2 separate regions of the Mus musculus genome follow, and region 2 is linked to region 1. The links are chromatin contacts, called in public Hi-C maps. All regions are on one chromosome and are shown on one strand. The core of a region is the stretch at or near the end of the contact, and the rest is flanking DNA. Distances in the headings are between cores, read along the strand shown. Region 1 has its middle 25 kb from the start of Gm51762. Region 2 overlaps Akap7 (A kinase (PRKA) anchor protein 7).

Evidence for each region. Hi-C and Micro-C count contacts between places; a contact is called where the count stands out from the background.
Region 2: a Hi-C map of the N1E-115 cell line shows a contact between it and region 1, with 4 times the contacts expected there. The contact joins two enhancer-like sites. A contact is called at or near these places in 6 of 39 promoter capture datasets (the 3T3-L1 cell line, 3T3-L1-derived adipocytes, the HPC-7 cell line and 3 more), 2 of 15 datasets of contacts at CTCF or cohesin (CD8 T cells and pro-B cells), 10 of 484 Hi-C or Micro-C datasets (the HL-1 cell line, the N1E-115 cell line, bone marrow-derived macrophages and 7 more), 4 of 115 datasets of contacts at active chromatin or transcription factors (craniofacial prominence, embryonic stem cells, neural progenitor cells and 1 more) and 4 of 9 other capture datasets (adipose tissue, embryonic stem cells, liver and 1 more).

What each region holds. Positions count from the first base shown.
Region 1 is chr10:25,060,030-25,064,566 of GRCm38.p6, forward strand. No RefSeq gene overlaps it. Among named protein-coding and RNA genes, the nearest start is that of Gm51762, 25 kb to the right of the region's middle. Within about 2 kb of position 1,827, at least 31 of the 459 cell types and tissues checked have an H3K27ac peak or open chromatin away from gene starts, as enhancers often do. A contact at or near this core is called in the N1E-115 cell line, where this site is marked.
Region 2 is chr10:25,205,235-25,209,771 of GRCm38.p6, forward strand. All of the region lies in intron 7 of Akap7 (A kinase (PRKA) anchor protein 7), which reads right to left. Among named protein-coding and RNA genes, the nearest start is that of Gm36313, 53 kb to the left of the region's middle. Within about 2 kb of position 2,572, at least 6 of the 459 cell types and tissues checked have an H3K27ac peak or open chromatin away from gene starts, as enhancers often do. A contact at or near this core is called in the N1E-115 cell line, where this site is marked.

The DNA of each region.
Region 1 (4,537 bases), core at 577-3,076:
CTTGGGCCTTGGGATGCAACACAAATCTTTGCCACTTTACCAACTGCACTGTCCCTTCTGTCCCAGAATATTCTTCTACCTTAATTGTAGTTGTAAACTCACTGAGGTCACAGAAAATGAATATGGCTGCTGGAGAGGGTGAACCCCTCTGAGTGGATAGGCGTGGTCATCAGGAATTGAAACCACTGAGACAGTTTCTGTGATTAGTTCGTTAACTCGGTGTGGTATCATATTTACTGTTTCATGAAAGCCTTTCACCTGCTTGCATGATAGTCCTTTCTACTCTTGCTAACTCATTTTTACATCTGTGTTTTAAGCTTGTTCCTATATTTTATCTCCTTAGGACAGCTTTATAGGAGGAACTATTGATGTCTTAGGTCTGAAATGTCTAGCCACACTTCATCGTAAATATTCCTACACTTACCTGTTCATAGAACAGCACTAATAAATATGACAATCCAAAAACTCTCACGATGAAACTGCTATGATAGATTTTTGCAATTCAGTACAAATTGATGTAGCTTTCTGCTTTAAGCTATTTAATGTTTAGAATTCATGGTTGTGATTTGATTGTAAAGACTGTTTTTAAGCATCATACCAACAGATAAAATGTGAGTGCCTGTCCTTTTTTTTTTTTTAAGTATCTGACTAAATTCTCCCCTACCTTAGACTTTGCTATAAATACCTGTGAATTCAATGAAGTGAAGATGGTTTATGGTAGAGCAGTGCTTCTCAGCCTTCCTAATTCTGCAACCCTTTAACAGAGCTTTTCAAGTTGTGCTGACCTCCAAACATAAAACGATTTTTGTTGTTACTTCATAACTATAATTTTGCTACTGTTCTGAAAGGGTCGTTCAACTCTCAAAGGGGCCGTGGCCCACAGGTTGAGAACTGCTGCATTAGAGAAACCATTTCCTCCTTGAGTAAAACATTGCCTTGTTTAAACACAGGGGTTTGTAATGTAAGAGAATATGAAGTTCCAGTACCCAGCAAGGTTAAGTTCTTGAAGGCCTACTGTGAGGCATATCTGAGCTCTGAGGGAGTGCGAGCCTGTTGAGGAGGGAGAAAGCATCATACAGTGAGCACGCTGGCCTTATACATATGAAAGCTTATTCCTTCTTTTCCCCACCAGAGAGGCATTCTGTCTTGTTCTTTGCAGCTACTGTGGGAGTTCACTGTGTATTTGTTGAATTAGTTGTGCAGCAATAGAAATCCCCATAGTATGGATTTATAATTTTAGCTAGCCCATATAAAAGACACACAAACCAGGTGTTTTATTTTATTTGACAGTTAAATTAGAGAGCAATGTTCACATAGCATCACTTGGATAACACCACATAGTGAGATTGACTCTCTAGAGGAAATCATATCTTGAGAAGCCAGTATTTGCATTAGAATACAAGCAGCATCAGACCAACCCACTACAACTCTCTGTTTAAGGGTGGCAGTTACTCGTGATGATGTAAATAACACTTTATAAGGAGTTGGCTAGTCACTGAATGTTCAAGTTCAGACTCGGGGAAACATGAAGAGAAAGTGGAGTGAATGAGAAACGTTCCAAAGGGTGCCTTTGACCTTTGATCTCCTTCTGAGGAGTCAGCTGTGCTAACAGAGTGGAGGAACGTCGATTCTTTCGAGGCCCCTGCTTCCTGTCGTCTTGCACAGCTACACATTTTATGTCTTCTGATTTGTAGAAACAGTGGGGATCCAGGACCTAAATTCATCAGGACCACCTTTAGCCTCTGTCAGATGTAGGCAGTCACAGCACTGACCTCGAAGTGACCTGATGCTGAATGGGAACTGTGTATGTAGTGGTGTGATGACAGTTTTATAGAGATAGTGAGGGGCAAGCCCTGAGCCCCTGGACTCCGAGGATTTCTGAGAATGTTTGGGTGTGTCGTGAGTGTCCGGAATGCCAGCTTGAGTCACTGTCACACAACAGTAATTGTCTTCCCAGGGCCTGGTCTGGCTTCTATTTATAGAGATGACGGAAGTACACAGTGAACGTTGCCAGAGCACAAGCTATAATTTTGGGACATAAGTGATTTTTACATTTTACTTGAGACTACAACTTACTTTGTTGAGCAAAGGCATCTTTTGCAAGTTCAGACAGTATCCAATAAGAAGCTGTGTTAACTACATCTTGTTTCTGAGACTGTGTGAAGAATATCTCTTAATGACGCAAGAGAGACTTGCTAACCCCGACGCTGAACTTTTATTAAGGAAAATCATATTTATCAGCTCTCCTATCTTCAGTTACATAGACGCCCCCCCCCCACCTTTAAACATGTTTAAGTTAGATCTACTACATGTCAACAAACATCTAAAGGTTTTAGGTAAAGTATAAAGAATAAATATATTTTTAAAGTTCATTTTATCGTTGCTACACTATGTGAGCACTATGTGTATACTATGTGTACGCTATGATCTGTAGCTCACTTTTGTGTACACTATGGTCTGTAGTTCACTTTTTAGCCCAATTTTGTTGCTAGGATTCATTCCTATTTTTTCAAAAGATTATAATTTATTTGTTTCAATTTCTCCATATTTTTTTTTTTGGCTTGAGGATACTTCCAAGTATTGACCTATGATTTTGTGTGCAGGTGTTTTGATTATTTCCAGTTTTAATGTTTTTTGGTTGGCTGGCTGGCCAGCCGGCCGGAACCATGCTTTAACAATGCATAATTTTTCTCTGAAATGTTGTAATGTGTTTTGTATTTTAGCCATTCCAAGAGGTGTGGTATTTTTGACATTTGCTATTTTCTAACTGGCTGTATTAGTCAGGGTTATCTAGAGTCACAGAGCTAATGGAAAGTTTCTATATATTAAGGGAATTTATTGGAATGACTTACAGTTTGCAGTTCAACTAACCCAACAATGGGCAGCCGTAATGGGAAGTCCAAGAATCTAGTAGTTGCTCAGTCCCCGAGGCTAGTTGTTTCAGCTGGTCTTCTGGAGAAGTAGGTTCCAACAGAGATGCTGGCAAGTAAATGCAAGCAGGCGAAGAAGAGTGAATGTTCCTTCTTCCAATGTCCTTACGTAGGTCTCCAGCAGAAGGTACAGCCCAGACCACCCCAACTGGACCTAAGCTGTTCTTTGCTTAGAACTGCCTCTGTCCCAAGCTGGCCTTGAAATAGGAGATCTGCTTGCCTCCGTCTCCTAGGATTAAAGGCATGTATTACCTTTCCTGGGCCAAAGCTTCTCATGGCCACTATGCTTCAAGATCTGGATCCCAGATGTACCCTCCATTTCTGGATTGTAGTTCGTTCCGGATGTAGTCAAGTTGACAACTGGGAATAGCCATCACACTGGCGTACACAGTTGAGTTTATTTTCATCAAACTGACCCATTTGCTTGTTTCCTGTCTGGATACCATCTGCGGTGAAGTGTTTATTCAGATCAGTAGCTCCTCTTTGAATTTGGTGTTTATCTTTTATTATTTACTTTTAAGAGCTCTTTGTGTGTTTTGGATATGTCCTTCAGTGAGTACATGTTTTACTAAGATTTTTTTTCTCCTAGTCTATATCTTGTCTTTTCTTAAAATAAAAATAAATGAATACAAATAAAAGGATATTGTGGTGGTTTAAATGAGAATGCCCCCACACCCCAGGGCTCATATATTTGAATGTTTGGTTCCTAGTTGATGGAGCGTTTAGGAAGGATTAGGAAGTATGGCCTTGTTGGAGAAGGCGTGTCACTGGGGTGGCCTTTGAGACTTTAAAAGCCCTTGCCAGGTCCAGTCTTGTCCCCTCTCTACCTGCTGCTTGTGGATACAATGCAAGCTCTCAGCTACTGCTCCAGCACCATGTCTGCCTGCTGCTGCCATGCTCCACACCCTGGTGGTCACGGACTCACCCTCTGAAATCGTAAGCAAGTTCTCAATTAAACGATTTATGTTATAAGTTACCTTGGTTATGATGTCTCTTCACAGCAATAGAAAAGTTACATGCACACACATGCACATATATGTATATGCATACACATCTAGGCACACACTCATGTATATACACATGCACAAACATACATATGCACACACATGCATGAACACACACATGCACTTGTGCATGCACACACACACATGCACGCGCATGCACACGCACATGCACACACACACTGCTGAGATCATTTAGTTCTCTATACAGACAGTTCTCCCAAGTGGGTGCTGTGAACCAAACCCAGGTCCTCGCCAGAGCAGCCGGTGCTTTGAATGACCAAACCATCTCCACTTGTCTCCAGCTTGTCTTTTCATTGTGTATTAGTATCTTTCTCTGAGTAGCAGTTTCTGCTAGCTCCTTTCTCCACTTGGCTACCTCCCTCCTACGACTTTCTTCTCAGTTGTGAGAGACAACTTCTCTCTCCTTTCCCTTTGCACTGATAACCTTCAGAACTCCTCTCTCCATCCACTTCCATGCATCTAAGCAGCAACAACAGAAATGACTATCTCCTCTCACTTCTGGCTATCCTAGATCTGCCTCCTTGCTCTGGACCTGCCTACTGGACAGCTCCATTTGCACGGTCCCCTGGCTTATTAGACATG
Region 2 (4,537 bases), core at 1,322-3,821, 150 kb after region 1:
CAAATCGAAAAATCTTTTATTTAGCTAATGTAAACTCTGCTATTCCCCCATTTCATGTTCTTTCCAACAGTTTAGTTGTCTTATTTCACTTAAGTACGAAACAGTGTGTGCATATGCATGTGTATATGGGTGTCTGTGTGTGTGTGTGTGTACGTGTGTGTGTGTGTGTGTGTGTGTGTCTTGCTCTGATTGATATCTATATATTTTTGCAGTTTTCTCTTTTTTAATCAGCTTCTTTTTTTTTAACCTTCCTTGATCCCTCCATGTTCATAGGTTCTTCTTGGTGACTTTTATAATTTTAAAAGCTATTTCACTTATAACTACTTTTTCTCTGGGTGTGCCTAAAATATTTTTGTCTTTATTACATTCTGAAATATTGTTTGGGTTTTTTTTAATAAAAAAAATCATAAGCTGTTAAAAAAATAAAATAAAACTGAGAGAGAGGCGTATTTGGCACATAAAGTTTGAGAGCGTTGATCTAAACACAAACCTTAACCTTTTCTGCTTGCTTCTCTTGGGAGCCTGGCTGCAGGCAAATGGTGCTTAGAGCACTATATATCTCCTCTAGGATTTGGGGGTTTTCTTATAATGGTTGAAAATGGCAGGAATGAAACCAATACTCTGAGGGTGGCAACTGCCTTATGTCCATGACATTTGAAGTATTGAGTCCAGTTACTGTCTCTAATAGACAAATAAGGCCTAAGTATGATGCAACTGTTCTCTGCTCATCTTTTTTCATTTGTGACTAATTATATATCTATACACACACACACACACACACGGACTTCAGAGCACTTTTGAGGAAAAGTTCCACTCAAAATAAAGAGCAAATCTTTCTGTCCTGACTCTGAAGCCAGAGCTGTCGGTGAGCACCTGCACACTCCACACTTAGCACTGCGGCTGAGAGTCCACCAGTTCTTGGCCAGCCTGGGCTGCAGAGAGAGAGACCCGGTTTCTGATTAATTACTTAATGTGACTATAAAGCTATACAAATTGTTGTTGTTGTTGTTGTTGTTGTCAATTCTTGCTCTTCAGCCTTTCGGCTGATTGGTTAAAGAAAACATTAAGTTGAATAACTTGTAGCAACGTAAGAAAGAAAATAAAAAGAGCCTTTTATTCAAAATAGTGGTGAGAAAAGGGACATTAAATCCTAAAGCATGATGAGAGGAAAGACCTGCTCTATCACTCCAAATTCTGGAACATATATGCATTTAAAACAAGGAACACAGCATGGAGAGTCTGTGATTGTGTGATAGGTGACACACAAAAGGAAACCGTTAAGAGAAAAATGCCATAGTTTCAATGGAACATAAGCTAAGGCCCTAGACCAGCTAGAGGGAGGGCTCAGTCAGCAAACTGTTTGCAATGCAAACATGAGGATCTGAGTTAAAATCCCCAGTGTTATGTAAAAGCTGGGCAAGGCAGCATGTGCCGCAAGGCAGAGAAAAGGATGTCCCTTGGGCTCGCTGCCAGTCAGTCTGGCAAAATTGGCAAGCTCCAGATTCAGTGGGAGACCTGGTCTCAAAAAAATGGAGGATAACACCCTATCTAGACCTCTGCTACACACACACAAACACACACACACACGCCTATGCACCTGCACACATATGCACACAGGATATATCTGAACGTGTACACATACACATAAATGCTTAATAAAGTTAGTGAACAAAAATCACAAACACTAAGATCTCAAAAGATGAATTATTGCGCCTGAAGGAAATAGGATAATCATATCCAACACTGTAGTTTATTTCTTTATGTTTGTTTGTTTAGAGACAACTAGACACTAGACAAAGCTGGCCTCAACTAGCCACAGAGCCAACCATGACTCTGAGCTTTAGATCCTCCTGGCTCCACCTCCCACGTGCTGGTCCACGGGCATGTGCCCCCACTCCTGGTGCTGAAATGAAGCATGAGGGCTTTCTGGGAAAGCTCTCTTCCAACTGAGCTACACCCAAGGCCTGATTTCTCGATGTTCATAGAAGAAAAACAAATAACACAATAAGCACTGGTCTGTTGCGCGGACCCAGAAGCTACACTCCTGCATCTTTGTAGTCTTTCTGTTGCTAAAACAAAAGATTCAGAAGCTACATCCAGGAATACTGATATGCAAACGCTGTCCTTATACTTTACGCCCTTCAGGAGTTTCTGTCAGTCTGTCTGTCTAGACCTGCCTCTGAAGTGTGTGACTCCTTACTGGCTTGTCACTCCTACTGGGTCAGATCCCAGCAGACTTCCTGCCTCTCTTTACAGTACTTTTCTTTCTTTTTGTAAGTTAAAAGTTATAGAAATGTGTAGTTGTAAATTGCCATTCTCGGTGTAATTTTAGCATGTAATTGGAAAGATTTTTTTTTTCCTATAAAGCATACGGAAGAAAAATATAACAAGCCATCCAAAGCATATGTGAGTTAAGGGAAGGGCAGAGATACATAGAAAACTAAGGATATAAAAATAAGTCTCTACTTGGTTTTGTGCTGTGATTTTGGAGTCTCACTCTATAGTGCAGGGTAGCCACAACTCACAGCAATCCTGCCTTGGCTTCCCAAGTGATGGAGCTGTAGATATGAGCCTCCCCAGCCAGCTCGTTCTTTACCAATTAATCCACAACGGGTATCTAAGATCTCATCTAATGAAACGCTGCTTGATGCCAGTTCTCAAATGCCTCCTCACGGTTACTATCGGTCTGTTCTTTCATGCAAATGCTGCCCAGCTTTAAACAACATGTGTAGCCAAAGCCCTTTCCTGTGCTGAGAAGTAAATTACATGGGAGACTCACCTCCCTGCTCAGAGGGCAGAGAGCAAGGGCAGACGGCTAGCTGACAGTGACAGGGGGTCTGATACTCAGCATCTCCAGCCTGCCACACAGTGGTCACCACAATGAACACCTTTTGTATGCTAATACAGGAAGCATAGGGGCTCTAAGGGTAAACTTAACTTTGAAACTGAGAAGTTCAACCAATCAGAGCAGATGAGAACGCAGGGTCCAAAAGAGGGCGAGCCCTCTATTTTCAGCTATAGACACAGAAGAGCAAGAAAACCCAGCATTGCCAAGGGAGGATTCCTGCCTTTCAGGGACTTTCATCAAGTCCTGCACAAAATCGATGAAGTGTGGAACCTAACCATTGAAGGAACTTCATAGGTTACTCAAACATCAGGCTAAACACCAGATCTCAGGTTACTCTCTCCCATTGGAAAAGATGGCCAGTAAAGACAGTTTACAAATTCTTCAGTACACTGTTTGAATGCCTTGACTCTCCTAAGAATCTCAATTCTTGTTGCCTGTATTCCCAATACAGACTAAAAACAAACAAACAAAAAGCCTAGCATTTTCTTTTACTAACTTTTCCTTAAGTCCTCACCTGGGCTCAGGAAAGCCGCACAAGGCAGCAATTATAATGAGCACAACGTAGTCAGGCCTGATGCTAACCGTGTCTGTATGACCTCATTCAGCATTCACAGGAGACGCAGGGGGTCACAACCACTGTCCTCATTTTATAAATGGCTTGGAGTCAAGTGCTGTGCACAAAGCTGTGTACGTGGGAAGCAGCAGCACAAGTAGAAAAGGGCCTGAGTCTACCTCACTCGCTGGGTTTTCAGCTCTGTACTCTGCTGGCTCACTAGTGCGATCTCTCTCCCTCTCCCTCTCCCTCTCCCTCTCCCTCTCCCTCTCCCTCTCCCTCTCCCTCTCCCTCTCCCTCTCCCTCTCCCCCCCCTCCTGTTCTAGCCCTGGTTCTTCCACCCCTCACTAATATGGAGGAGGACTGACTGTATGACAACTGCGTCTCCTATGATCTCCTCTCATTACCAGATTATTTTGAATAATATATACATTTGTCAACTTTATCACAGCTAACACAACTAAACCATCTTCAACCATGTCTGTATATACACTAGGCACTCACAGACATCATGATAGTTGCTTGTCTTTGTCAACTGGGTTTATAACACTGCCTTCCTAATGCTTTGATCCTTTAATACAGTCCCTCATGTTGTGATGACCCCCCCCAACCATAAAATGTTTTCCATTGCTACTTCATAACTGCAATTTTGCTACGGTTGTGAATCATAATACAAATATCTAATATGTAGGGTGTATTTTTATTGGAACAAAACTGACCCAAAGCTGTTACAGCCCGTTCGTTGAGAACCACTGATTTAGAATATTTAGAGAGAGATATACTTCTGGGTATCTCTGATGGGTGTGTCCAGAGGGGATTAGCTGAGGAAAAAAGACCCACCCTGAAAGAACGCCATCCCACAGGCTAGGAGCCTTGATGAAATAAAAAAAAGGGAAGAAAGGGGGCCTGGGGAGATGGAACTCTTGAGAAGTGTTTGCAGCAGAACCATGAAGACCTGAGTTCAATCCCCAGCACCCACATACAAAAGCTGGATATGGTGGCACCCAGCTGTAATCCCAGCAGCGGGGAGACAGAAGCAGGAAGATTCTTGGGGTCTATTCAGCAGCTGATCTAGCTGAGTCTGCAAGCTCGGAGTTTAGAAGAAGACTCTGCCTCAAAATATTTAGTGAGCAACT